7 separate regions of the Mus musculus genome follow, and regions 2, 3, 4, 5, 6 and 7 are each linked to region 1. A link is a contact called in public promoter capture Hi-C and targeted proximity ligation data. All regions are on one chromosome and are shown on one strand. The core of a region is the stretch at or near the end of the contact, and the rest is flanking DNA. Distances in the headings are between cores, read along the strand shown.

Region 1 (3,703 bases), core at 485-2,984:
GCCGTGCTCCAACGGTGCAGGGATGTGTGCTCGGCTGGTGCCCTTGGATAAGAAGAGCACTCGAACTGCACCATCAGGTGTTTGAAGTTCCTCTGGGGACCCAAGGAGCTCAGGCTGGCACTGCCTGGGAGTCTCCTCGCTCTCCTCCAGGGGAGGCATGCTAGTGGCCCAACTCGGACAGGGTGGATGGGCCACCAGCAGCACAGCCTTCTGTTGCAGGCAGCTTCGGCGCAGGTAGCGCTTGACGCCAGGGACAAATTCCTCGAAGAACCAGCCCCGAAGAAGCGGGCGACTGAGCCAGGCATCCGGACTGTAGCGGTAGGAGGCCGGGAACTTGTCCTGGTTGTGGTGACGCAGGCTGGGTGGGTCCGGTAGCTGCCCGATGACTAGTGGTTTCAGCTTGTGGCTGCCCGTCAGGTTGGCGGCCAGCAGTACTGTCACTCGGTCACTGCGCCAGCGTCGGCTGCACCCACCAGGCTCTTTGGAGTCCCCAGTGCCCGGAGTTGAGGCCTGCTCCGGAAGTAACCTCCAATAGAGACCAGTAACGTTAGCATTGTAGATCTGCTCGTCGCCATAGCCGCCCTCGGAGTGGGGTAGAGTGGCTGGCGCGCCGTCAGGTACGAGAACTGCGCCTGGTGACTGCGCCGGCTCCTCTTTGACAGGCGCGGGGCCTGCGACCGGGGACTCAGCCTCACCATAGATGCGCTGGCTAGAGATGCCATGGCGCTTCTGCCAGCGCCAGAACCAGCCGTGGCTAGCCTTGAAGGTACACTCGGGGCCGTAGATCTGGCGAGCAAAGGCCTCAGCCTGCGCTTGGATAACTGGCCCGGATAGCGGCACACCGTGCTGGCGCAAGGTGAGGAACCACGAGTAGACGGCGCGGTCGATCTCCTCCTCGTTGGCCAGACGCATCTTCTTGCGCTGCGTGCCCACTTCTCCACCCAGCTGGTCCAAAAACCAGCGCAGCTTGGGCTCGTCCTTGAGCCAGCCGCGCAGAGTGCCGCCTGGCACGCCGAAGTCGCGGCACACGCTGGCCTGCCGCTCACCGCCCTTGACGCGCTCGATGGCTTGCAGCTTGTCTTTGATTGAGTAGGCCTTGCGGAAAGTCATCTTCACGGCCACCCGGGGCCGCGGCCCGGGCGCTGGGGGCGGCGGCGGGCGCGCCGTGGAACCCGGGCCGGGCGCCGGCGATCGCGGCGGCTCAGCAAGGCACCGTGGCTGGGGAAGACGAGCGCGATGCGGGACCGGGTGCAGGGCTGGGCCGGCCGGAGGGCTCGCGGGGTACATGGCGTCGGCGCCAGGGACCACCCGGGAAAGCGAGCCTGACACCCCGCGCGGGCCGCTCGGGGCGGGGCTCGGGGGCGGGGCTGCCCGGGTCCCTCCCTTTTGTCTCGCCAGCCTTGCCTGCCCCGGCCCGCAAGGCCCGCCCACTTCGCCTCGTGGCGCCTGCGCACAGTCTGGCCTTGGGCGCGTCACTAGCGCGTGCGCACATCAGCTTCATTACGTCCCGCCCTCGTCGGACGGATCCACTCTTCGAGCTGAGGAGGGGTTCGGCGTGTTGGGAGATCCGGTTCTCCGCTCCTAGCGACAACTCTTGAGGTGAAGCGCGGCTCTCAAGGTAGCTCTTCCTTTGCTTCTACCATGGTGGTTCCTGCATGCATCGTGATGCACGCTCTGAGGGCAAGACAGCGCGTGCCCAGGGTTGGACCCCCCGCCGTGCCTTTCGTGGTCTATGCCGCTGCGTTTTCCGGGAGCTGCGCGGGCGCCCTCCCTCTCCTTTGCAGTCCTGAGCTCGCAGTTCCAGGTTTTGGTTGCTGCGTCCTTGGCTGGCGTGTGAGTACCGGGGGCCCCGCCTCAAGGAGCGCACGTGCGGCGGAGGCCTGGAGTGCCCGGGCCCCGCGCCGTTAGGGTTGCCTCCCGTGGGACAGTGCGGGCTGCGGGCGGGCGTCTGGGCCTGTGTGGAGGCGGGCCGCTGGCCACATGGTTGCCAGATTCCGGAGCGCTGCTTCAGGCTGGCTGCGCGGTGGCTCCGCACATCCCAGCACGGCACGGCCTTGAGTGACACGGTTGCCTGCGGTCGGGCTGGCTCCGGAATTTTGGGGGCCCAGCTCTTGCTAACGCCCTAGGTCTTTGCGGTTAAGCACCAAGGGCGTACCTAACTCTAGGCATAGAGGGAGGTTGCTTCGGGTGCTGACTGGTGGAACTCGTACGGTCCACGAACACAGGGTAGAAAAAAGGGCGTGGTGGTGTCGATTTGCTCAAAAGTAACAGGACTAGCTCTACTTACTGATTTGAATAAGGTGATCTGGGCAGCTTTCTTTGGAAAGGGGCGTTGAAGGGTACGGTCGCCCCTTTTCTAATACATGAGCACTCTCTCCGGGCATCATGGTTTTCTAGAGTGAACGGCTACCCTGCAGCAAAAAGAACTTGGTGAAGCTATAATGTTGGGATGCTACTCCCAAGGATGCTTCTGAATTGGCCCTGTCACTCGGGGATGGATAACTGGGTCTTATCTCAGGCGGATTCTCATGGATGAAGCAAAGGATGGATGTGACAGGACTACCGAGTGCCCCCTAAGCCAATCCCGTGGGGCAACAGAGTCAAGAGGAAGAAGTCAAAGGGACAAGGAGTCCCCTTCCCAGGCTCTGTGATGGCCAGTACATCATGAACCTTCTCTCGGACTGTGGGAGGAGAACTCAGCAAACAGTTGGAGAGTTGGCAGAGGGAGCCATTTAGACTTGGTTGCCTGGGATTTGCTCTGCATGGCTTTCTGCCCTCTCAGGAGAAGGCTGCTGCAGGGTCGTCCTCCGGGCTTATCTTTTGGATAGGTGAGGCTCCGTGGCATAGTACAGATGAGGCAAAAGTGCTTGAGAGGGCTTGATAGCAAGAGTGACACTTGGGGGATGCAGGTAGGAGATGCTGGCATTAAACATTTCTTCTGAGCCAGGGGTCTAAGATGCTGTGTGCCTATTGAATGTTGGAGTCATTGAAACATGTGAAATCCGGGTGCTGGAACGTGCTTTGGTCTCCAGTTCCACACATCACTTGACTCAGCAGACTTGGGTGGTTCTACCAATCAGAGTTTTCATTCTCCTTCCTGTGTCTAAGATGACACACAACCAATGCCCCCAAGGTATGGTCCAGATATTATCAGGTGTAAAGGAAGAGCTGAGAAAGCAAGTCGTCTAGCAGAGTCCCAAGACCTGTGTGTCAGGTCAAGGTACCGTCTGCTGGAACAGAAATAGAGCCAACAAACAATAGCATTTGGGGGTAAGGAGATTGGGGCTGGGTGGGTTTAGACTGGAGTGACAGCATTAGCCTCTGGGTCTCAAAGTGGGCAGACAGCTCAGGCCAGTGTTTCTGAGTAGGACTGGGATATCCCAGAGGCAGAGAAGCAGGGTGGGAGCTTGGAGATGAGAATCTACTAACCCATGGGAAAAAAAGACCAAGACACCACTCCTGTGCCAACATAAGCTGCAGTGGGAGAGTCACACTGCGTGGCTGTTGTGACTGAAAAGCTCGTGAGTCCTCACATTCCAAGTGCTACCAGCTGCCCCCTTTGAATACCAGACACAGAAAAAGCCCCCATGGGCAGCATCTGTTCACAGACTCAGGCCAGGTGAGCCCAGAGGATGTGGCTATAAGCGTGAAGGGATACAAGTTGAACTTTTCTGACAGACCTGTTCCCTACCCACCTTGCACA
Region 2 (3,703 bases), core at 831-3,330, 990 kb before region 1:
GTTACCACCTCCAAAGGGATGCTCCACAGGCTAAAAAGAGAATGAAGTTAGGTTAGTGTAAGGGTCATCTCACCTACGTAGGGAACACGGGAAGAGCCGACAGCCCAGGACCTCCCTGCTGCAGATCCTCCCAGCACAGCAACAAGAAAAGCCCACTCACTCAGTTCTTGGTTACTTACATTCATGGCCACACCCCGCACACGTGGCCAGCAGTTCCTCTTTGCCTTGTACTTGTGGTAGGCACGGCCAGCCTTTAAGATAGGCTTGTCAATTCTGCCCCCACCAGCCACAACACCTGAAAAGTGACACAACACCTCTGAGACATGCACCATTCACCATTAGTCTATGGCAGAAATCTACAACCCCACAGAAGTCCAGCAAGCTCTACCTAGGAAACCCCTTACCCTCTGCAAACTGACACTTTGACAGGTGAGGCAAGGACCATGCCTGTATTAAAGCAAACTGTTGACTCAGCCCAAGTTTCCATGGGGTGCACCTCAATATTCAGTGCCTGATATTCAAGACAGGTCCTTCAACCTCTGAAAACACCTCCCACAAATGGGCAAACCCACCTACCAAACACAGCATGCTTTGACCACGTGCCCTCAGAACTTATCCTATGCAAGGATGAGGTTAGCAGATCCTAAGATGTTTCCAAGTAACTAAACAAGAGATAAGTCATGGCCCCTTTTCACTGACTTGAACATCTTTTAACAGCCACTACTGGTCCTATCTTTTCTAAAATGAACCAACTAAACTCAAGTGCAGGATCAGAATTCCTAGGTCACAGTGCACAAAAGTGTCAAGCGGTGTAATCTTTTTTTAACCTAATTTTATGTATACACAGGCATCTTTACCTACATGTCTGTATCCATACACATTTATACAGTGCCCAGAGACCAGAAAAGAATCAAATCCCCAGGACAGGAATCAGTTAGTTGTTTACGAAGTAGGTATTCTAGCACTCTACAACTAAATCCCCAGTTGCATTCTGTTAGTCTTCTCCCATGACCAAGAAAATAAGCAATGTGGTTCTATGGCCTAGGCCCAGCAGCTGGCAGTTCATATGCCGACCACCCGCGTCTTCAAGGCCCCACTGCCCTCCCGCACTCACCAACAACGGCTCTGTTGGCAGAGGAAATGACCTTCTTGGACCCCGAAGGCAGCTTCACTCGAGTCTTCTTGGTCTCTGGGTTGTGGGAGATGACTGTGGCGTAGTTCCCGGAGGCTCGGGCCAGCTTGCCCCTGTCCCCAGGTTTCTCCTCCAGACAACACACGATCGTACCCTCAGGCATGGTGCCCACGGGCAAAACATTGCCGATATTCAGCTGGGCTGTGGAGAGAGGGGGCAAAACGACTGTTAACGCTAAAAGCCATGCCAAACCCACACCGATCCCAACCCACGAAGCTCAGCTCAGCACCCAAAGTCCCGGGCCCAACCCTTCCTTCCTTCCCCGCCTGGAGGCTCACCCTTCTTGCCGCAGTACACGAACTGTCCAGTGTGGATCCCCTCCGCTGCGATGAACAGCTCTGTCCGCTTCTTGAATCGGTAGGGATCCCGAAAGACGACTTTGGCGAGGGGAGCGCCGCGGCCAGGGTCATGAATGATGTCCTACGGGTCAGGGTGGTGTATTGTATTCTAAGGCCTGCTCGAGACGCCCGGTTCCCCGCCTGCTTAACTCCCGCCGGTGCCCTCCTACCTTTACGATGCCTTTAATGTAGCCGTGTCGCTCCGCGAAGTCCACAGCACGTAGGCGCGCGGCGCCCTTACGGTGCTTCACGTGCGCACGGAAAACAGAACCCGCGCCTTTCCTCTGCCCTCGGATCACACGGCCCATGGCGGCGAGTCTGGAAATGGTTCGAGTTCAGCGTCCAAAAAAATCCCCAGCCTCCTGCCAGCCCCCAAGGCCGAAAGCAACGCCATCCCTCCCTTCTGATCCTGGACGAGTGGGCCAGGCCGCATGACAGACCGCCAAGTAGTTAACGGCGGCGGATGGCGGTGGATAATTTCAAAACCCGCAGCGGACAGAGCACAACTTACCTGCCGGCAAGCAAGGCCGAAAGAGGAAATAGACGGGTCAACGCAGCCTTATCTTCCGGGGCGGGGCCATAACTCCGCCCCTTCCCCAGCGCAATGCCTGTCGGGTCTTGTAGTCACATGCAGGTGTCCTGTGTGTCTACCAAATTGCTGAACCAAGGCAATTGCTGAAACTTGTCGTCCTGGGGAGAGGCAGACTCTGAAGAAACCGACTCAAGAGTCTTACGGAGGAAGGGCGGGAGAGAGGAGGCTTCAAGAGGTGGAAGGATTTGTCCAGGGCAACGCCACGCAGAATCTTGAGCTTCCGAGCTGGGCCCAGACGGAGGAGATTGGATGTGCAGACACTGGAAACCTAGTGCTTTGCCGAACTAGAAGATTGAAATTTGACTGGGTCAGGCGGAGTTCCAGGACAGCCTGGGCTAGAAAACAAGTTCCAGAACAAGCTAGGGCTACAAAGAAAACCCAGTCTGGGGTAGGGGGTTGGGGGTGGAGGGGAGGAAGGAGGTGAAGAAGAACAAGAAGATAATGATTGGGATTTAAGAAGGTCACCTGCGGAGTTCTCAAGATGTCTGGCAAAGAAGCCAAAAGTTAGTGGCCTCAGCAATTGGAAAGAGGGTGGGGGCAATGACCCTGGAGAGCTAAAGCGGGGAAGGAACGCAGCGATGCAGGGCGATAAAGTGGCACAGAGCCCCCCAAACAGAGGTTCTTCATCTGAGTGAAACCTAAGTAGTCAATGGCATAAACGTGTAGACTGAGAGGGAGGTAACTGAGGGTCAGGGTCCCAATTGGTAAGAGAGGTTTGTCAGAACTGGGAGATTTTACATGGCAGAGGCTAAAATTGACATATTGAGGAGGAAGGGACATGGGTTGGTGATCTGACACACTGAAAAGAAGAAGGGACAGGCCAGACGTGGTGGCACATGCCTTTAATCCCAGGGCTTGGGAGGCAGAGGCAGGTGGATTTCTGAGTTCGAGGCTAGCCTGGTCTACGGAGTGAGTTCCAGGACAGCCAGGGTTGTACAGAGAAACCCTGTCTCGAAAAAACAAACAAACAAACGAGGAAAGAACACCGAGTTATCGTCATGGCTCAAGTTCCACAGGATGCTGGTGCACAGGGTATTCCAGAAGGGTAGTGGAGCTTTGGGTGGCAGGGTTCCAGGACTTGCAGAGTGGTAAATCAAGCCACCCAGGGGCAGGGTAAGGAGTTGAGTCAGCCCAGAAGAGAACCAGAATGAAAGATGCCTATACAGAAAAGTCTGTGGGAGGATGCCTGCTAGTGCTTTGTCTTGTGAACCGTGCAGGGCATAGGGCCCTGCCAGCACTAGGGTATATCTCAGCCAACCGGCCCACAGGACAGTTTTGTGAGAGTCTGTAAATGTATGTGCAAGTTTTCAGCCCTGTCACACTCTTCCTATATAGGCATCTGCCACTGGGTTGTCCTTTCAGAAACAAAGACATCTTTAAAAAAAAAAATTGTTGTTTATTTTATATGATCTTCAGCCACACCAGAGGAGGGCATCCGATCTCATTGCAGATGGTTGTGAGCTACCATGTGGTTGCTGGGAATTGAACTCAGAACCTCTAGGTAAAGAGCAGTCAGTGCTCTTAACTGCTCAGCCATCTCTCCAGCCCTGAAAAAAGACACCTTATATATTTATTTATAGA
Region 3 (3,703 bases), core at 683-3,182, 910 kb after region 1:
ACAGCGCATGGGGGAGGGGCAAGTGGCATTGGGAGGAAGTACACTTAGTTAAAATGAAACCTGTGCTTTATGACTCTTGGTAGTGAGGAAAAAATATGTGACCCTGGCTAGTTAACACAGGTCATTCATTCTCTGAATAGGGGCATGGGCTTGGCTAAGGTTTGACCTATTGAGTGTGAGAATAGTCAGGCTTCAAGGTGAACTGGAAGGCAGGAGAGAGGGCTGGGTGTGTTTTTGTCTTGCATGAAGACTTCTCTGCAGAGGGCCTGGCTTCTCTAGCACAAGCCTGGCAACATCTGGTACCTCTAACTCTAAGATTACTCAAGTACACTGTAGCCCTCTCCCAGAAGAGTTAATGTGAGTGGTCTGTCAGTAGAATGGGCAGGAGTCCACCACTAAGGGAAGCTAGCTCCCCAACAATGGGGCTGGGTGGAAACTGGAGGACTCATGAGAATTCCTAGTTTAAGACTTTTAGAGAAACAGTGCACGGCACTGTGGTTATATGGCCTTTCCCTCCAAAGAGAAGGTGATGGCCCCGTTGTCATCCTGGAGTAGGGATAATGTTGGCCCAGGAGCCCTGGCAATAAATAGAGTCAGAAGAGCAAAACAGCAATAGGTCTGTGATAATGGGCAGAACTCTCTATACTCAGAAGGGAGGACTGTCACCTGGGGTTCCAGCCATGACTCCCTCCTGTTCTCCGCCAAGCACAAGTGGTCTCAGAAGATACTAGAATATAGAGGATACAGAGGATTTACTGAAAGAGGGACTCCGTGTACTGCTTTTATGATGGGGTGAGATTTGGTGGTGACTAAGCTGCTCAGAATTTATGCATATTCCTGTAAGTGACCTCACCCATCCTCTGGGGGAAAAAAAGCCTCATAACCTCATTGGGTGGTGACATTGGCAGGGTTTATCACTTGGATCTTTCCTTGCCGCTTTTTCTTTGTTTGCAGAGGCTTGCTGTCTCCTGCTCTTTCTTTCACATACACTTCTTCATGCATGAGCCAATACCGAGCACAGCATGTGACAGAATTAGAGAGACAACATTTCTTGCTTGCTCTCTTCCTCTTACCACTGTGCTGGGTTATGCGGTGTTGGAGGCAAACTGTTTGCTTATATGATATATTATAGGGTAAGAAGGAAGGGGTTTTTAGTGGTGCTCGGGCAGAGGCCATGGAGTGTAAGCAGCCTTCCCTGCTTAAGTGGGGTGCGCTCAGCTTCACTGATGCTGTGGTCCATTTTGGGACTCAGTTGTCCTGTGAGCACAGCTGTTCATTTGCTGTGGTATCATCTCAGGATGATTTCCAGCTCAGGTCTCTACCTCTGTCCAGCACACACAGCCCCATACATCCCCAAACACATCAGACACTGCTTGGTAACTTCCATCCCAGTTGCCAGTTAGTTCTTGCCTCAGGACTCTCACTTTGTGGATGCAAGAGCCTACTGGGGGCTTGCTCACCAGAGCCAGTCTTTAAGTATTTGTAAATTGTTTTCCTGCTTATAGGAAGGAGGGCCATTGGCTCTGAGCCACTGCAAACCATACCTTCTATTTAGACACAGAAAAAAGCCAGGTAGTGGAGGCAGAAGTATCAGCGGCTGTTGTGCACCCCTTTGATAGCTGTGTGTTGGAGCCAGCCTGTTCTACTGAGCAAGTCCTAGGACAGCCAAAGCTACACAGAGAAACTTTGTCTCAAAAAAAAAAAAAAAAGTCAAAAAAAAACCCAAAATAAACAAACAAAAAACACGAAGCTAAACAAAACAAAAACTAGTAAAGGGCTGAGCAACTTGACTTCTTCCCTTGCTTTCTAATTGGCAAGCACAAGTCAACTGTGGCCTCTGGCCCTCGGCCCTCTCAGTTCTCCTGCACCATGGTTCCTCCCCAACTGCTATAAATCTGGCTTGATCAGGTCACAAACAAATCTTGCTACCTCTTAACCAATAAACATGATGGCCTGGAAAAGGTTAAGTACTGAAACCCCTCCCTCTTCAGGATGCCAGCTGGGAGGAGCTGAAGGAAATTAAAGTACTTCAGTCCACATCTGACAGAACTTGCCACTGTGCCTGCAACCTTGTCTGAGAGGAAGTAAGGACTGGTGTGAGGAGGGAGCTGCTAGGTGACAAAGGGAAGAGCCCTCAGGATAGGGCTGGGGTTGGGAGTGTGGGATTAGGAAGGAAGAGCTGGGTGGGTGGTGGGTGAGAGAAGTAGGCAGACATGTATTCCTCAGGGAAAGCTGTGTGGAGGGTTGGAGGGAGGGAAGATCGGATGCCTGAGCTCTGTGAGAGCCCAGGGATGTGATTGGGGGTCTATTAATTGGCTCCAACTTCCAAGGTTTTATCTGTGCAGCCCTTCTCTGAGGATGGACACTTCTCACACTACAAAGTCCTGTTTGCTGATTCTTCTTGTGGCCCTACTGTGTGCAGAAAGAGGTGAGGTAGAAAATGAGAGAGGGGCAGAAGGATACAATGGAGATGGAAAAGGGCCTCAGGGTTGTGGGTACACCTACACTTCCATTGTGTGCCCAGTACCCGAGATGTGCTGGGGTCATGGGATTGGGAATGGGCTTGTGGTGGGTGAAGCCTTCTGTGGTGGGGTGCTTTACTGGGTCTGTAAACCTGTCAGAACCTGCCTTGCAACCATCACCACATACCAAAAGGACACGTGGAGCTCAGTATCTCTGCCACAGAACCTGGCCACCAGAGCAGCCTGTCCTTAGACTCTACCCTTCTGCACTGGCCTCCCAATCAGGACACTGGCCTGTGTGCACACAAACTGGAAGAGCCTTCTTTTTCTCCCCAGATGCCAAGTCAATGGATTTGGAATCCTTATTGCCTGGACTTTGACTTTTCCTTATGTCCCAGCCCATGCCACATGAGACCCAAATGCTATGCCTTCTGTACTCTAAGAAATTCTGAGCTCTAAGATACGCCTATACTTGTAGTTACATGTGTATTGCAGGAAGCCTCATGGTGAGCCTCAGCTTTAAGCTGACTCTGGGAAGTTCTGTGCTTTGTCATGCTCCAATACCCAGGGGCCAGCTCTGCAGGTGTAGGGTAGGACAGGTCAGAAGAGCCCTCTCTATTTGGTGGCCCCAGCATCTACTTACACACCCACTCACTGCTTCAGCGGACATTTGGTATCTATATCTTCCCAATATGGTGGCTGTCTCTTTAATATCTCTTGGGGTGCACATGTCTCCTGTGGGGCTGTGTAGCTGAGACAGCAGTACCAGGCATCTTTAAACAACAGTGGTTCTTGGTTCACTCTTGACTGAACAGTAATGTCCTTGCTCTGACCTAGCAGCCAGCAGCTGTGTGCAAGTAAAGACATTGGAGAGGAGGGGTCTGGGCTAGGAATTGCATGTACTAGCCCTCATGTATTGGCTTGTCTCTCAGCTCAGGGACTGGAGTGTTACCAGTGCTATGGAGTCCCATTTGAGACTTCTTGCCCATCAATTACCTGCCCCTACCCTGATGGAGTCTGTGTTACTCAGGAGGCAGCAGTTATTGTGGGTAAGTTCTTTGTGGCCTATATAAAGATGGCTGAGGGTGGCTTTGGAGAAAATGTCGAGTCTGGGCACTTGTTGTGGACCATGGTTCCCCTCCCCCCAAGTAGAGCTTTCCTTGTGTTGGAGGAGAACTCTTGCAAAGTGGGGGCTGTTGGGGTCCAGGGATGTGCTGGGATGTGATCATCAAGCAGGGCTG
Region 4 (3,703 bases), core at 653-3,152, 910 kb before region 1:
CAGCAAGGACGTGCTAAGTGTGAGCACAGTGGAGATCCCCAGGGCTTGGGTCTGCAGCACTGCGGGGTGTGGAAGGCTCTGAGCTCTCTTGGTCTGGATACAGATGGAACGCTGTGTGCAGTCCTGGAAGAGCTTTGGGCCATTTTATTTGTCTGCAAGTGGAATTTAAATACGACACAGAGAAATGAAGACATGAGCTGGAGATGACCTGCCACTAGCTTGATGGCCCAAGTTCCATCCTCGGGACTCAATAGCCGAAGAGAAATGACTCCTTTAGAGTTTGTCTTCTGACATCTCTACAGAGGTCTTGACACATGCAGCCCTACAGACATACAAACTAAATAAGCAAAATATTCTGAAGGCTCATTTTCACCATTTTAAAAAATGTGTGTGTGTGTGTGTACACATGAATACTATTGATCTCATGGAGCTGGAGTTATAGGTGTTTTGTTTTGTTTTGTTTGTTTGTTTGTTTTTTGGTTTTTTGAGACAGGGTTTCTCTGTATAGCCTTGGCTATCCTGGAACTCACTCTGTAGACCAGGCTGGCCTTGAACTCAGAAATCCGCCTGCCTCTGCCTCCCAAGTGCTGGGATTAAAGGCATGTGCCACCTCTGTCAGGCATTATAGGTGGTTTTGAGTCACCTGACATGGATGCTGGGAATTGAACTTGAATCCTCAGGAAGAGCAGTATTTACTCTTAATTGTCAAGCCAAGGTAAAAAAAAAGTTTGGTTTTTTTTTTGTGTGTGTGTGTGTGTGTTTTTCTTTTTAAAGTAAAGAACTGGTGTCGGGCAGTAATGGCCCACGTCTTTAATTTCAGCACTAGCAAAGTGAGGCAGGTAGATAGCTCTGAGTTTGAGGCTAGTCTGGTCTACTGATCGAGTTACAGGACAGCCGGGGCTACACAGAGAAACCTGTCTCAAAAAACGAAAACATGAACAAACAAAAACAACAACAACAACACTGAATATTCCGAAGTCTGGGAGGGTGACAAACGCACTTGTAATGTGTTAAAGACGGATTTTAAGTTTGAGGCCAGCCCGGGTACACAGAGCAAGAGCTCGTCAAATACAAAAAACCCAAATGGCAGCTGAGGATGTAGCTCAGTAGGTAAAGGGCTTTCCTAGAATGGGTTTCACCTCCTCAGCTGTGTAAACCGGATATGGTGCCTGTAATCCTCGCACAAGAGAGATGAAGACGGGATTAGAGTTTCAAAGTCATCCTTCGCTACATAGGGAAGTTGAAGGTCAGCCTGGGCCATCTGAAATTCTCTCTCTTAAAAAAAATTAATAAGAAGTTAAAAGGGCCATGGAGTGGGTAGAGGTGCTCTCTGTGCAAGCCTGATGATGCGAGTTCCGTCATTAGAACCCATGGTGAAAGGAGTTGTCCTCCGATTTCCACACGGACACTGTTGGCACGTGCGTGCACATGCTTCACACACAATACACATTACAAAAAAAAAAAAAAAAATAGAAAAGAGAGCACATTTAAAGCTGTGCCTGAGTTACTACGAGAATAGTCAAGGAAATAAAAGGAGGAAAATAATAAAGGGAAGTTACAAACATGGAATACGCAGAGTATTTTAGACAATAGCTACCTTTCCAGAGTCAAGGAAGAGGTATATCTCAAGCTTAGGAACCCCAGCAGGGCTAGAACTAATAGAGTCACGCCACACCCACGTTAGGACACACCTGAGGTGACCCAGACCTCCAGAAGTGGGCGGGTACAGGTGAGAGCGGAACGGCCGGCTAGCGCGGCATCGGGGGCGGGGCCTCCGACAGAGGCAAGGCTCCCTCGGAGCTCCCGAGGGGCTGCGCGGTGGCGCAGGCGCATTGCAGCCTCGCGGGCGGCGCCCCCTGGCGGCGCCACCATCCTCGCGGGGGCGGAGTCGGAGGCGGGGGGTTGCGCTTGGTGACGGGGGACGCGCGGCCGCAGCGCACTGGACCAGCGGCGGAGACCCAGGACGTGAAGCGCTGGCTGCGGCGGCGACGGCGGCCGGGAGCCGCCGGGAGCTGGGGCGCAGCGTGCGGTCGGTGATGAGGGGCAGTGGCGGCGCTCCGGGCGCAGGGCCGGCTGGTGAGAGCGCGGGAGGTGGGCGGCGCGGGCCGGGAAGATGGCGGAGAGGCCTCGCTGCGGCCCCACGGCCTGGCCCAGGCGGAGGCCCCCCAGTCCAGTCGTGCTAGAAATCGGGGCCCCAGGTGACCCGGTAGGGGAGGGTCCGCAGGAGGACGCCGCGGCCAAGGGCCAGGGAGTGTGAAGGCGGGTTTGCGTAAGAGCAGGGGCCCGAGGGTGGTGGGTGTGAGGGTGCCATGGTCTGCACGCGTGCCCGGCCTTTGGATGGGCGTGAGTGCGTGTGTGTCCCTGGCCAAGATAGTTGTGTGCGAGCCCTTTGCTTGAGGTGGTTGGGGTTGGGGTGGACCTGATGGTGGGTGTGAGATGTGAGGGTGCCCGGCCTGCAGACAGGTGTGTGTAGTCAGCCCGAGGACAGGTGTGCGTGCGTTCTGTGTCCAGGCCCAGAGCCGGTGGTGTGCTTGTGCCCTTTCTGTGCACTGGGCTCCGGTCCGTTTGGGGGTGGTGAGAGATAGTGCTTGCCGAACGAGGATCTTGCGGGCTAGGCTTTGTCCGCGATGCCCGGCAGTCGGTGGGCGTCTCTGGGTCGGGTCGTGGCTTGCTTGCGCGTGGTGCGCCCTGGCTTCGCGGCAGGGCCTCTGCGGCAGGCTCGGGTGGTCCTCTCCCCGGCCTTTCAGACTTGGAACTCCCTGGGCGCCTGCTGTTTGGCAGGCGTGGGGTGGGTGGGGGCTGCGAGCCGGCAGGCTGTGCATCCCGGGCCAGGCAGGCTGTCTTTATTTTAAAACGTGCTGCCCGCTTCGGGCGCGGCAGCTGTGGGTGTGTTCCATGCTGCTGCTCACCGCAGCTGCTGTGGGCGCTACGCAACCTTCAGCCGCAAAAATGCGGCTGGACCCCCTCCCCCTTCAGTGTTGTTCGGGTTGGCCAGGCCTCCAGTGACCTCTGCAGAAAAACGTACAGTTGCAAGGCTTCAGTTCCTCCCGTGGTGCAGACAATACGGACGTTTGTCTTTGGGAGCTAGGGAGGGCAATTGAGCACTGCGTCCTGGGCGCAGTCTGTAAACAGCAGGTGGTTTTGTCCCTGCTCCCCTTTTTACAACGAACGTGGGGGGAAGGGAATTAGAAGGAGAGGTGTGACTGGATAGTCCGGAAAGCCAGTCTTCAAGGGATTCTGAGTGCCTAGGAGGGAATAGAGAGATGTGACTCCTTCCAGCTCGTGGTCTAATCAGCTGTCTTGTAAGAGTCTGGAGCAGAGTGAAAATGAGTGCTGGTTCTGGAGCCAGACTGACCGCCCTTGAGTCATGACTCCTCCTTTACTGGCTTTGTGGTATTAGGTAAGGTCTCTCTGCCTTTGGTTTCTTGGCTGTAAAATGGGTACACTAATAGTATTGGTCTCAGAATGCTGTTGTGAGGACTCTGTGACTTAAGACTTGTAAAATTTTTCACACCTGGGAAGTTTTGAGTGTTAGGAATTGTTCTTGCTACGAAATTGCAAGCTGTCAGGGTTAGGTATAGGTTGGACTGTGTGTTACAAAGTGCATAAACTAAGTGTGTGTGTGTGTTAAAATTGTAATTTCGTCTGAATTTTGCTATGTGCTCAGGTAGGTTTCAAACTCATGATCTTGTCTGGCATGCAT
Region 5 (3,703 bases), core at 778-3,277, 800 kb before region 1:
CTGTGCAGAGTGGACAGGAGACATGGGGGAAACAAAGTGTTGAGCAGAACATACATAGTGCAGCTGTGTCAATGACCTGTCTGTTAAAAGAAATAGCTCATGCTCTGCAGGGCCCAACACTGATACTTTAGGTCTCCCAAATGACAATGACTCAGAAATCCTTCCTCAGAAGTCTAGTAAGGGCTAGGCATGGAGTTGTACACCTTCAATTCCAGCACAGAGGAAGGCAAGAGGGAGGTAGATCTATGAGTCCGAAGCGCACCTAGTCTATTTATAGTCTGTTTATCCTTACAGTGACATCCTAGCCAAAAAAAAAAAAAAAAAAAAAAAAAAGGAAGGAAAGAAAAGAGAAGAAGAAAAGGGGCTGGGAGACGCCTTTCTGTATAGCTCTTACTGAACATGAGGACCTGATTTCAGACCACAGAACCTATGTAAAAGCAGGATACAGGTGACACAGCTCTGTAGCCAGCACTGGAGTCAACAGAAGACTCCCTGAACCTTACTGGCTGGCTAGCCCACTATTGAGTTCTAGTAGATTTGCATGTTTGCTTGTAAAATGGGGGTGGGAGGGTGGGGTGGAGAAATGGTTCAGCAGTTATGAGCATTTACCGATCTTGCAAAAGACCCCAGCCTGGTTTCCAGAACCAACATGGTATGTCACAGCCACATGGAACTGATGCAGGTGCCCCCTTTTGACCTGAAGCTTTCACATGCACATGGTGTATTTTCCTACGACTAGGGAAAGTAAATATTTTCTAAAGTGAAGTAAATCCCAGACCTCTCTTCCCACCAGACTGACAACAGAGGATTCCTCCAGAGCCAGTAGCCTAACATCCTGACCCTCCACGTAGATGTGCCTTTGGAGTTAAAGAAGTCTAACACAGCTTAGTGAGTGCCAGGCTCTGGGGTTTTTTTTTTGTTTTTGTTTTTTAAAGGATCCTGTGAACAGATGGTGTGCAGCATCTGAGACCAAGGCCCTGAGTTTGAACTCCAGAGATAGCGGATTTCTAGGGTATAACTAGGCAGAGAAATCCCTGAGGAAGAGCAACTCTCACCCTCTGTGGTCCTTGTCTCCTATTCGGGTACCTCCTCTTCACTGAGAAACCATGTCTTAAATTCACGAGATTCATAACGATCCAAGCCAAAACTGCTAAAGCGTTCCAGCTGAGAAGCCACATACAAAAGATCCTGAGCCTGAATGATTCTTGCTATCCTGGGTCAGTAGACTTCCTGTGGGCAAAACACCTTACCCTCAGAACTATGCTACAGTCCTCAGCCCACAACAGAATGGAAAACCAGGGCCTAGGCCTTACGCAAAGCCGCAGCAAGGGACAAGACTGGGGACCAGAAAGACTGATGAAGCCCAGGGTTTGCTTGCTTCTAACATCTCCTACGAGTCCTTAAGGCACGCGTCCCTGGGGAACCCCGCGTGACTGTCCTTGATCTGGCTCTAGCTTAAGATAATAGGACTGCCTAACTGACAGGACAAGCCAACCAAACACCTGTCATAAGAGGAACCGGTGGCAGCCCGCCTGGCCTCCAAGCAAGGATTGCTTCTGGGTGATGCTACTGCACACAGGACACAGCGGTCTCTGCGGCATACAGACGCGCACGCTCGGATCCTTGGAGAAAACAAAAAGCCCGGAACATCAACTGACCCGGGCGAGCCTGGAGCCACAGGCCGAGACCGGCCTCGCCCGCCCCTAGGTCTCCCTTCGCTTGCGGCCCATCCCCGCGCGCCGGCGGCACCTCCCGAGAATCCGCCTCAGCCGTGGTCTTCAAGCGCCAGTCCCCGTCGAACCTGCCGTCCAAGTGCCCTGACCACTAACGGCTGCTTGACTCTCAGCTCGACTCGAATCCCAGCCCCGCGGCCCCCGCTCATCCGCCTCCCCGACTACCAAGGCCTGCAACCCTTCCTCGCCCAGCAAGCCTCGCCCAGCTCCGCGCAGCGCCGGGGCGCGCTGTGATGACGCAACAACTCATAGGCCCGCCCCCTCCCCGGGGGGCTCAGAGCATCTGCAGCACCGCCCGGCGGCCGCTCTCATTGGCTAAGGACAGGACTTTACGGTGGCGGCGGGAGATTTCCCCTAAACTCACGTTCGGGCTGCCATGGAGCGGCTCGCGACCGTTCGCGCGCGGCTACAGGAGTGGGAACGCGCTTTTGCACGGCTGCACGGGCGACGGCCAGCGAAGGTGAGGTGGAGTTAGGGTCCGGACAGGGGCGGCAAGTGGGGGATCCTGGCGCAGCCTGTTGCTGACAAGCTTCTCTCCTAGGGGGATGTGGAGGCGGCACCTGAAGAGACCCGCGGTGAGCACTGGGCTGGTGGACCAGGGACAGGGCGAATGTTAGTGGGTATGCCCCTGACCGCCGACTTCTGCCTTCCCAGCGCTCTACCGTGAGTACCGTAACCTAAAGCAGGCGGTGCGTCAGGCTGACGACAGACATCGTGTCCTAGAGCAATCACTTGCCGAGGCAGCTGAGGAGGTATCAGTGAATCCCACTCTCAGCGGTCTGTGGTCCAAATGGCAGGAACCGAGAGCATTTTGCAGCCGTGCCTCCATGGAGCACAGAAGTTGGGTGGCCAGGTCCTCCCATGGGGGTTAGGGGAAGCTTTAGAGGCACTTCTGTGCCCATGCCATCTTTTAAACTGGTCTAGGTTGCTACTATCTACTGCAGGCACAGGAGCCAAGCTGCTGGGGTCCCCACCTGAGTCGAGCTGCAACGCAGAATACGCAGTCTATGCCAAAACAGAGCCTACTGAGTTCTGTACAAGACTATGGGAAGAGGCTCAAAGCCAATCTGAAAAACACAACACAGGTAAGACGTGGAGGTGAACCCAGAACTGCCTTTGGCCCTTGGGTGGTTTGCCAGGGTCCTTCTATGTCCACCCTTCCTTATAGCACGCACGTACGCTCCTGTAATAACTGGGACTAGGTTCCTAACGGTGCTCAGGCATCTCCACTCTTATTGTCTGTCCCAAACTTCTGCAGTAACCCAGGTCCTGAATTCCGATTTGCTGTTCTGTCTTTCTAGACTGGACCAACCCAGAGCAGAAAACTCCAGCTTCAGAAGAGATCCTTGTCCACAGTTCCTGCCCCAAGGCCACCAGGCTCAAAGACTGAATCCCCCTGTCCAGACGAAGCTGACGATGCACTTCCTCGGGTTCCTGAGCCCCGGCCGAGGCTGGGCCAGCTCCAGCAGCTCCGATCATCCCTCAGCCGGAGGTTGACTTCCCTAGACCCTGGTTGGTTAGAGAGGTGTCACAACAGAGTTTCAGATCTTCTAGAGGTTCCGGGTGCTTGTGGGCTTGACCTGAGTGCAGAGGAGTCACAGCCTCAGATGTCAGGCAAGGTGAACATCGCTGATCCTGACATCCAGTCAGAAGTATCTGTACAGAGCCCAGAGGCCATAGCCCAACAGCCAGCCCAGGTTTTGTCACAGAGCCCCAAATCCATCAACAGTAAAGGCAGGAAGCGGAAGTGGAATGAGAAGGGGGAGGACTTTGCACAAGACCAGCCCAGCAGCGGAGCAGGACCCCTGTCTGAGGGAGCCAGGGCTACAGTACATGGGCAAGACCCTCCAGGAGAACCCACACAAGTGAATGTCCCTCAGCCATGCAATTCCTCAAACCAGGCCAGGACAGAGAAGGCTAAGGGCACAACCCACCTCCATGCCTCTCCTCGACCAGCTTCCCTAGACAGA
Region 6 (3,703 bases), core at 864-3,363, 670 kb before region 1:
CAGTTTAGACAGAATGGCATACAGAGGCAACCTGTGCCTAGTTCTCATGGGTTTGTTTTGGTGGGTTTTTATTTTGTTTTGTTTTGTTTGTCACTATGTGGCTTGAGACTCACTCTGTAGACTGGCCTTGACTCATAGAAATCCTCCTGCCTCTGCCTCCTAAATGCTGTGCCACCGTGCCTGGTAGTTTTCAGCCTTTTTACAGAGAATGAACGTATATACAGTCTGTCTGTAGAAAGAAACATTCCGGGCTGGAGAAATGGCTCAGCGGTTAAGAGCACTGACCATTCTTCCAGAATGGCCCCGGGTTCAAATCCCAACAACCACATGGTGCCTCACAACCATCTGTAATGGGATCTGACACCCTCTTCTGGTGTGTCTGAAGACAGCTACAGTGTACTCATAAAAGTAAATAAATAATATTTTGCCAGGCAGTGGTGGCGCACGCCTTTGATCCCAGCACTTGGGAGGCAGAGGCAGGTGGATTTCTAAGTTCGAGGCCAGCCTGGTCTACTGAGTGAGTTTCAGGACAGCCAGGGCTATACTGAGAAACCCTGTCTCGAAAAACCAAAAAAAAAAAAAAAAAAAGAAAGAAAGAAAGAAGAAAAAAAACATTCAACTAGACTTCTCTCCAGTGGTTTCATAAAGCAGCAAACACCTGCTCTAAGGAGAAGACACAGCTGGCAAAAGAGAGACATCCATACAAGCCAGCAGCCTGCACCATGAAGACTGCCAAGACTCAGGATAGAGCCCTAGAAAAGATGACTAGATTATGACCTTTGATAGACAGCCCAAGGCAGCTCAACAGGAAACTAAGCCACAGACCATCTCCCAAAGTTAGTAGGTAACAGCCTAGAGATTTGAGCTAGAGGAAGTGGACGTTGTTATTGGGAACCTGCAAGGACTCCACTGTACTGTGCAGTAATTCCTAATCAGAGGTTAAAACTCCCCTTTCTGGTAGGGTGGTGGTGGTACACAGCTTTAATCCCAGCACTAGGGTGGCAGAGGCAAGCAGATTTCTGTGAGTTCGAGGCCAGTATGCTCTACAGAGTGAGTTCCAGGACAGCCAGAGCTAAAACCAAATACCCCAACCTTGGAGGGGGGTAAGCAAGGAGCCAAAAACAAAAAAAACTAAGACAAACAAACAAAAAAACCCTTGCCTTTCTAGCCAGGCAGTGGTAGCATATGGCTTTGATCCCAGCAGAGGATCTCTGAGTTGGAGGCCAGCCAGCTCTACAGAGCTAGTTCCAGGCCAGCCAGGGCTGTCCAAAAACAAGAGAAACCCTATCTCAAACAAAACAAAACAAAACAAACTCCCAGGGCTGTCTAGAGGTGTAAGTGACAAGTAATACGGATATGTGGAAAAGTTTTTGCTACAGTAAAGTGCTGTCTGTGTAAAAGGCAACTTGTCTCTGAGCAACAGGACTCCCATCAGAAAGCACACACCCAGCAGGGCTGTACACTGCAAGCCAAACGTTAACCCACCTCCTGGCCTCTCATTATCTAAACCTACAAGGCCAGATGTACTAGAAAAACAACTTCGCAGAAGTTTAAAAACAACACAACTGAAGAAGGGCCATACTCCAAGGGCAGGGAATAGGCAAGGACACCCCCAGGGCCAGAACAAGGGGCTAAGGGAGTGAGGGCATGCTAACCCAGCGGGAATCATGGGGTTGTCTCCCTTCCAGAAGCTGATAGAGAGGACAGAGCAGCTTCCCGGGGAGACCCGAGGGATGCGCTGAGGACAGAGGCAGAAGGAAGAGGACCCTGGGGTGAGGTTAAATAATGCTGAGTCTTCCCAAAGGCTCTGGGGAAAAAAAGAGGAAGCGGGAATCAGAGTTCTCCAAAGCTTTGGGGTCGATGGGCAGGGCCCGGGCCTGGACTGGATCCAGAACCTCCGGGTACAGAGAGAGATCCCAACGCAGGGATGCGGAGCGCAGAGTCAGGGACCAGGGCGTGCGGGGGCGGGGTCCTCACCGGCCGCCACATGTCCCCGGCAGTGCTCTCTTCCCGGTTTCGCCGCAGACGTCCCTGGTGCCCAGACGACCCCGCGAAAGAGTAGGCAATGCGCTTGCGCACCGGCCCACACGCGCCACACAGACCTGGGTAGAGTGGAAGGGCCACGCCCCCAAAACGTGACGTGACCGCCTCGGCGTGCAGCGGCCCCTTGAGGTCGCCCGGGGCATAGCCTCATGGGAGACACCAAGTGATGAGTCTTTACCAAGTGTTTTCCTTTGTTTATTGTATGTGAATGTTATGGAGCAATTTTCAAGAGTCGGTTGGTGCTTGCTTTCCACCGTCTGTTTTATTTCTGTTGCCCTGTGCAAGCCAGGCTAAGTTTGCGGGCAATTTTCCTCTTCCCACTCCTATTTCACTCTAGAAGTGCTTTTTACATTGTTCCAGGAACTTGGCTTCCTAGGGTAGCCCTTTTACCCACTCAGCCATATTCCCAGACCCTTGAATTGGCTCTTTAATTTTGTCGGGCTCTCGTTCCTTTCTGAAAAGTGACAGTGTAACTCAAAGCTGACACTTGGTCATTTTCACAACTCTCAGTATTCGCTCGCACAGGCAGTTTGGCAACACCTGTTGAGACAGCCACCAAAGCTAGAGACACCCTCGCTTTCTTGCCAACTATGTCAGTTAGAGTCCAGGTTCTTTTTTGTTTGTTTGTTTGGTTGGTTGGTTGGTTTGTTTTGTTTTGTTTTGTTTTTTCTTTTCTTTTTTTTTCTAAGACAGGGTTTCTCTGTGAAGAGTCCTGGTTCTTTGTCCCCCTACTCTTCACTCTCTGTGATACCCAATCCTTCTGCAAATCCTCCTCTGGAGGGGTCCTTACTACCTGGTTCCTCAGAACTCCCCTGAAGTTCCTGCTTCCCTAGCCACGGGTGCTCTTCTCAGCAACTGTCCTAATGTTGACCATTGGGTTCTTTGAGGTCACCTGAGCCTCCCCCCACCCACCCACTGGAACTGGCAAGCTGCCTTCTGGTTGAACATGGCTCTAAGCAGGCTCTAAGATAATGTCATGTCCCCAATTGGCTTTGGAGTGCCTGGAAGGTGGCAGAGTGGCTGTATGAGGGGGTCACAAAAGTCTGTGAGCCAGACGATGTCAGGCAATGGCCTCCTTCCAGTTCATTCATTCTGGACGTCCTTGCAAGCCTAGGAAGTACGTGTAGCTGAGATGTCTGGGCGCAACTGGAAAGCAATGTGTCAGGGACAAAATGGATTCAGGGTGCACAGAGCCCAGGATGAAAAGGCAGAAATGGGTGTTCCGAGACTGGGCTACTTATAAAGCACAGGGGAGAGAGATTGTGGCAATTAGGTCCAGATATACAGTAGGGAACAGATCAAAGTCCTCAGCCCTGTGAGGTCACACCCGAACCAGGGAGACCTAGCTGGGAGCTACCAGGAACCTGTTGGAAAGTCAGGGCAACCAAGTAGCCCAGCAACTCCAGAATACTTATTTAGCCCAAACCTTTCCAAACATTATATCATACAGTCTTGGCCAGCAGCCTGTCCCTGAGCGTCTGCAGCAGTTGGAAGCCTGTGTATTTTTGGGTGACATATGTCAGGATATATACATAAAGTAACTCAAAAATACAGAGGCTCAGAGACCAGGAAGTCTCAAACCTCACAGTGCAAGTGATAGGACTAGCCATGAAACTAAAAGCCAGACTTGGAGTTTGTGTGGTGGAGAATTAGTGAAGAG
Region 7 (3,703 bases), core at 638-3,137, 630 kb before region 1:
AAGAGCATGCCCAGCAGAGACAGACCACACAGCCCTGCCAGAGACCTGCCAAGGATGGGCTGGGATCAGGACTGGCTGTGCCAGGCCCTGGCCCACCTCAAGCTCTTCCCCATGGGGGCTTGGGAGTCCGTGAGCACCTGCACAGCACTGCCATGGCCAGAAAGCAGGCAAGGGGGTTGGCACAGCTACCCAGTACGACAGCCAAGTGGTAGGCCAGGCGCCCATAGGGCAGGCAGGAAAAGCTCTGTACAGCGGGCAGCACGCCATTGGTCAGAGCATTGGTGATGGCCAGCAGGCCCAGTAGACAGGCACTTCGGGAAGAGAACAGCTGATGGGCCTTAGGGTCTGGGCTGGAAACAATGCCTGCCACCTGGCCTGGTGGCTCCTGCAAAGGTGAGGCCTCTTCCTCTTCCTCTTCCTCCTCTGTTCCTGGTGTTTCTACCCGAAGCCCTGTACCTGTTGTGGGTTCAGATGTCGGGGATGGCAGTAGTAACAGGAGGCCTTGGAAGGCAGCTGCTGAAGTGCCCAGAAGGGCAGTCAACACCCAGAAGAACGTGGTGGCAGAAAACCGTTCAGGGAAATTAATGGGAGACACCTCGATCGGAGGCCCAGTGGTCCTGTTGGCAGGCACATGCAGGCACTCAAGGCGGCCCACCCCTTGACCCAGGGCTAGCACACAGGGCAGGAGGGCACTCAGGCCCTGACCCAGGAAGAAAGACCGTAAAAAGGGGGGTGGGAGGTGGCTCAAGAAGGGCAGGAAAGTGACATTAGAAGCACAGCAGGCCAATGCCAGCACAAACGCCAGCGTTAGGAAGGCCACTGAGTACGGCTTTCCTGCCACTGGGGCCACGTGGTTCCACAGAGAGGCCAGTAGGCCTGTGCCCACTATGCCTAGCCCCTGAACCACTCGGATGGGGACTTGCTCGCCCTTGCCGCGAGCCAGACGCCTCCACAGAGTCACCAGCAGCAGACCCAGGTTTCCCAGCGCCACAAGCACAGAGAGGTAGGAAGGGAGGCTCCAACCTGCAGTGGAAGGAGGAGATAGTGTAAAGGCACCAGGCTAAGGAACGAAGAGCAGCAACAGCAGCAGCCTACCTCCGCCCACTTCACTCACCCTCCGGGAGCTCTTTCACCACTACCGGCAGCTCTACCCAGATCCCGTTGACAGCAGCCCAGGAGCCCATGCCGAAAAGGGCCACCAGCAGATGGGTCAGCACCAGTCGGCCCAGCGGAGGTGCTGCCATTAGGTCAAAGGTCAAAGCGGGCCCTCCAGGACAAAGCGAAGGTAACAGTCCGCCCTTTTCCCACGTAGATCCAAAGCTTCTCTAACTATTCTAGAGAAAAAAAGAGTCAAGCTTTTTCACCTGGACGGAGACAAAAAACAAACCAAAACAAACCAAAACAAAACAAACAAACAAACAAAAAAACATGCGAGTGGGCAGAGTCAGGGTCTGAGGTGGCCAGATTGCAAAACCAAGGCACCTGGAGGGAGGCGGCGGATAGATCAGGAGCTGCACCTACCATGGAGCCTGCACCGGGACCCTTCTGTACAAGACTGGCAAGCGGGGGAGCGAGAAGCTGGCTTAAAGCATGGTTCCGGGGAGGAAGATGAGCGAAAGAGCCAGTCCTTGATGCTTGCGGAGGACCAAGTCTTGGCGCGGCTAAACCAGACTGGATGACAGCTAACTTCAGGCAGCCGGCGTGGATCGGCAAGAGGTGTGGCTGGCTGACTTGATTCGATTCTGGGCTCCTCGGCTGAGTGCGGTGCATCAGGGGCGTGGGGCCGGAGCAGCCCGCCCAGCCCCGGGAGCACGCCACTTAGCCCGGAAGGCAGCCAAACCCCAGCCAAAGGGTTGTAGTAAGACGCCGGCTAATGCGCTAGACTGCGGCGGAAGTCCCACCCCCGGAAGCTAAGTGTAGTGTAAAGGAGTGAGCTAAGGGGCCACGCCCCTTCCTCTCTGCCCACCCACCTTCCGCTTTTAGTTCAGCTCCCGGGGGCTATGGCTCCCGTGGCCTCTAGGCGAGTTAGACGTCGAGTTCGAAGCTCCAAGCGGCCCGATGCGCGGGGCCGCTCGGCGGAGGACTGGTGGTGGGACCGCCTGGCACCTCGCGGCTCTGGGTACCACCTGCTGCAAGCGGACAGCATGTTGCTCGTGCTGCCGGACCTGGAGCCTCCCCGCGCTCGTGCGCACCGGCGCGCCCGTCGCCGCGCTCCGAGGTCACTGGCTCGTGGCCCCACGGCTGTCGCCAAGCCCAGGACCAAACCCCGACCGGAGCCGTCGCTCGATCAGGGCCTGGACTCTGGTTGGGGAGACCGTATTCCCTTAGAAGTCCTGGTGCATATTTTCGGGTTGTTGGTTGCGGCTCATGGGCCCATGCCGTTTCTTGGCAGGTACACCAACAGCGCCTGCCGCGGTAGAGACTGGCGCACTGAGCGGGTGCTGCAGAGCAGAGGGCAGAGCAGGCATCACATCGGGCGAACACAAGTGCTCCGGCACCTGTCTTCACTTAGAGCTCAAAGCCTAGCACTGAGAACGGGCGACGGCAGGCTTTAAGACCGCTGCGCTGCTCCTAAAACACTCCATTGTAGGCATTACCCGCAAAAGGCCACGCACTCTCAGCAAACTTTTTCTTCTCCTAGGGCTGCACGCGTTTGCCGTCACTGGCACGAAGCCACCTCCCATCCTTCACTCTGGCATACTGTGACCCTGTCACCCTCGCTGGTTGGCCGGGCTGGCAAGGGCAACCTTAAGGGAGAGAAGAAGCTCCTTGCTTGCCTGGAGTGGCTCGTACCCAATCGGTGAGGGCTCCTTGTCATCTTACTGTCTGTTGTCTTCCCTGCATCCGCGTTGAGTAGGGGAGGATTCTGTCCAGAAGGGGGCAGCGTAAGGACAAGAGCACAACTACAGCCGGGCCTTGCTGTCGCCCAGGTTCTCTCAGCTCCAGAGCTTGACCCTCATCCACTGGAAGTCTCAAGTACACTCTGTGTTGGAGGTAAGAGCTGGAGACTGCCCTGCACACAAGCTGTCACGTTTGAGTGGTCTACTATGGGGAGGGTGCCCTGGTGGTGTACCACAGAGTTGTCTGCCTGCCTGCTCAGTTTCGTCTTGCTGACATCTTAGGAAATTGCTGGAGGAGACAGCAATTTCCATGTAGGCCTGGCGTGGACAGAATGGAGTCATAGCTGGGACTATAGGATAGGCTTGTCATGACTACCAGTGTCCCTGTAGATAGACCTTTACCTGCCCTCCACAACCCTGGATGGTCTCTCTCTCTCTCTCTATCTCTTGCTACAGCTGGTTAGCAAGTTCTGCCCTCGGCTCACCTTCCTCAAGCTTTCAGACTGCCACACTGTGACTGCTGAAACTCTGGTCATGTTAGCGAGAGCCTGCTGCCAGCTCCACAGCCTGGACCTACATCATTCCATGGTGAGTCCTTTGCCGTGGGTGGGTGGGGGACCCTGAAATCGCCTGGGCCCTTGTGACATGCATGAGCTGCACCTTTGGGCTGGATCCCCAGGTGGAGTCCACAGCTGTGGTGAGCTTCTTGGAGGAGGCCGGGTCCCGAATGCGTAAACTGTGGCTGACCTACAGTTCCCAGACGACGGCCATCTTGGGCGCACTGCTGGTAGGCTGGGGATGGTCAGGAAAAGGGCTCAGTGGGGACCAGCCCAGGCCTTTGACCTAGCAGTGTTTATCCCACC

What was found. Promoter capture Hi-C pulls out the DNA fragments that hold promoters and counts their contacts. Capture Hi-C pulls out chosen DNA fragments and counts their contacts.
Region 2: a promoter capture Hi-C map of liver shows a contact between it and region 1, with 4 times the contacts expected there. A contact is called at or near these places in 2 of 39 promoter capture datasets (embryonic stem cells and erythroid cells), 1 of 484 Hi-C or Micro-C datasets (neutrophils), 2 of 130 datasets of targeted methods (bone marrow-derived macrophages and pancreatic cancer cells) and 1 of 9 other capture datasets (liver).
Region 3: a contact with region 1 is called in a targeted proximity ligation map of pancreatic cancer cells. A contact is called at or near these places in 1 of 39 promoter capture datasets (hippocampal neurons) and 1 of 130 datasets of targeted methods (pancreatic cancer cells).
Region 4: a promoter capture Hi-C map of erythroid cells shows a contact between it and region 1, with 6 times the contacts expected there. A contact is called at or near these places in 2 of 39 promoter capture datasets (erythroid cells and pre-B cells).
Region 5: a promoter capture Hi-C map of erythroid cells shows a contact between it and region 1, with 2.5 times the contacts expected there. A contact is called at or near these places in 2 of 39 promoter capture datasets (erythroid cells and liver), 1 of 484 Hi-C or Micro-C datasets (double positive thymocytes), 3 of 130 datasets of targeted methods (bone marrow-derived macrophages, double positive thymocytes and memory CD8 T cells) and 2 of 9 other capture datasets (adipose tissue and liver).
Region 6: a contact with region 1 is called in a promoter capture Hi-C map of pre-B cells, with 2.5 times the contacts expected there. A contact is called at or near these places in 2 of 39 promoter capture datasets (liver and pre-B cells) and 1 of 9 other capture datasets (pancreatic islet).
Region 7: a promoter capture Hi-C map of liver shows a contact between it and region 1, with 3 times the contacts expected there. A contact is called at or near these places in 3 of 39 promoter capture datasets (liver, neutrophils and pre-B cells), 2 of 130 datasets of targeted methods (bone marrow-derived macrophages and memory CD8 T cells) and 1 of 9 other capture datasets (liver).

The regions. Positions count from the first base shown.
Region 1 is chr15:75,907,375-75,911,077 of GRCm38.p6, reverse strand. It overlaps Eef1d (eukaryotic translation elongation factor 1 delta (guanine nucleotide exchange protein)), which reads left to right and starts at 1,734. Exons shown (of 10, transcript NM_029663.2): 1 at 1,734-1,833. It overlaps Tigd5 (tigger transposable element derived 5), which reads right to left and starts at 1,343. Exons shown (of 1, transcript NM_178646.4): 1 at 1-1,343. The coding sequence starts at 1,287.
Region 2 is chr15:76,902,448-76,906,150 of GRCm38.p6, reverse strand. Rpl8 (ribosomal protein L8) reads right to left here and starts at 2,080. Exons shown (of 6, transcript NM_012053.2): 1 at 2,042-2,080; 2 at 1,701-1,848; 3 at 1,471-1,612; 4 at 1,115-1,333; 5 at 180-295; 6 at 1-30. The coding sequence starts at 1,838.
Region 3 is chr15:74,996,260-74,999,962 of GRCm38.p6, reverse strand. It overlaps Ly6a (lymphocyte antigen 6 complex, locus A), which reads left to right and starts at 1,932. Exons shown (of 4, transcript NM_001271419.1): 1 at 1,932-2,084; 2 at 2,346-2,428; 3 at 3,395-3,511. The coding sequence starts at 2,359. The region is part of intron 1 of Gm28068 (a long non-coding RNA gene); the gene reads right to left.
Region 4 is chr15:76,816,365-76,820,067 of GRCm38.p6, reverse strand. It overlaps Arhgap39 (Rho GTPase activating protein 39), which reads left to right and starts at 1,902. Exons shown (of 12, transcript NM_001168288.2): 1 at 1,902-2,076.
Region 5 is chr15:76,708,883-76,712,585 of GRCm38.p6, reverse strand. Recql4 (RecQ protein-like 4) reads left to right here and starts at 2,027. Exons shown (of 22, transcript NM_058214.3): 1 at 2,027-2,193; 2 at 2,275-2,308; 3 at 2,388-2,485; 4 at 2,678-2,818; 5 at 3,035-3,703. The coding sequence starts at 2,110. It overlaps Lrrc14 (leucine rich repeat containing 14), which reads right to left and starts at 1,945. Exons shown (of 4, transcript NM_001358891.1): 1 at 1,659-1,945.
Region 6 is chr15:76,574,769-76,578,471 of GRCm38.p6, reverse strand. Adck5 (aarF domain containing kinase 5) reads right to left here and starts at 2,113. Exons shown (of 15, transcript NM_172960.3): 1 at 1,978-2,113. The coding sequence starts at 1,989.
Region 7 is chr15:76,537,014-76,540,716 of GRCm38.p6, reverse strand. It overlaps Slc52a2 (solute carrier protein 52, member 2), which reads right to left and starts at 1,887. Exons shown (of 5, transcript NM_029643.4): 1 at 1,522-1,887; 2 at 1,115-1,334; 3 at 138-1,023; 4 at 1-45. The coding sequence starts at 1,244. Fbxl6 (F-box and leucine-rich repeat protein 6) reads left to right here and starts at 1,971. Exons shown (of 9, transcript NM_013909.2): 1 at 1,971-2,392; 2 at 2,642-2,800; 3 at 2,931-2,994; 4 at 3,297-3,428; 5 at 3,520-3,627. The coding sequence starts at 2,001.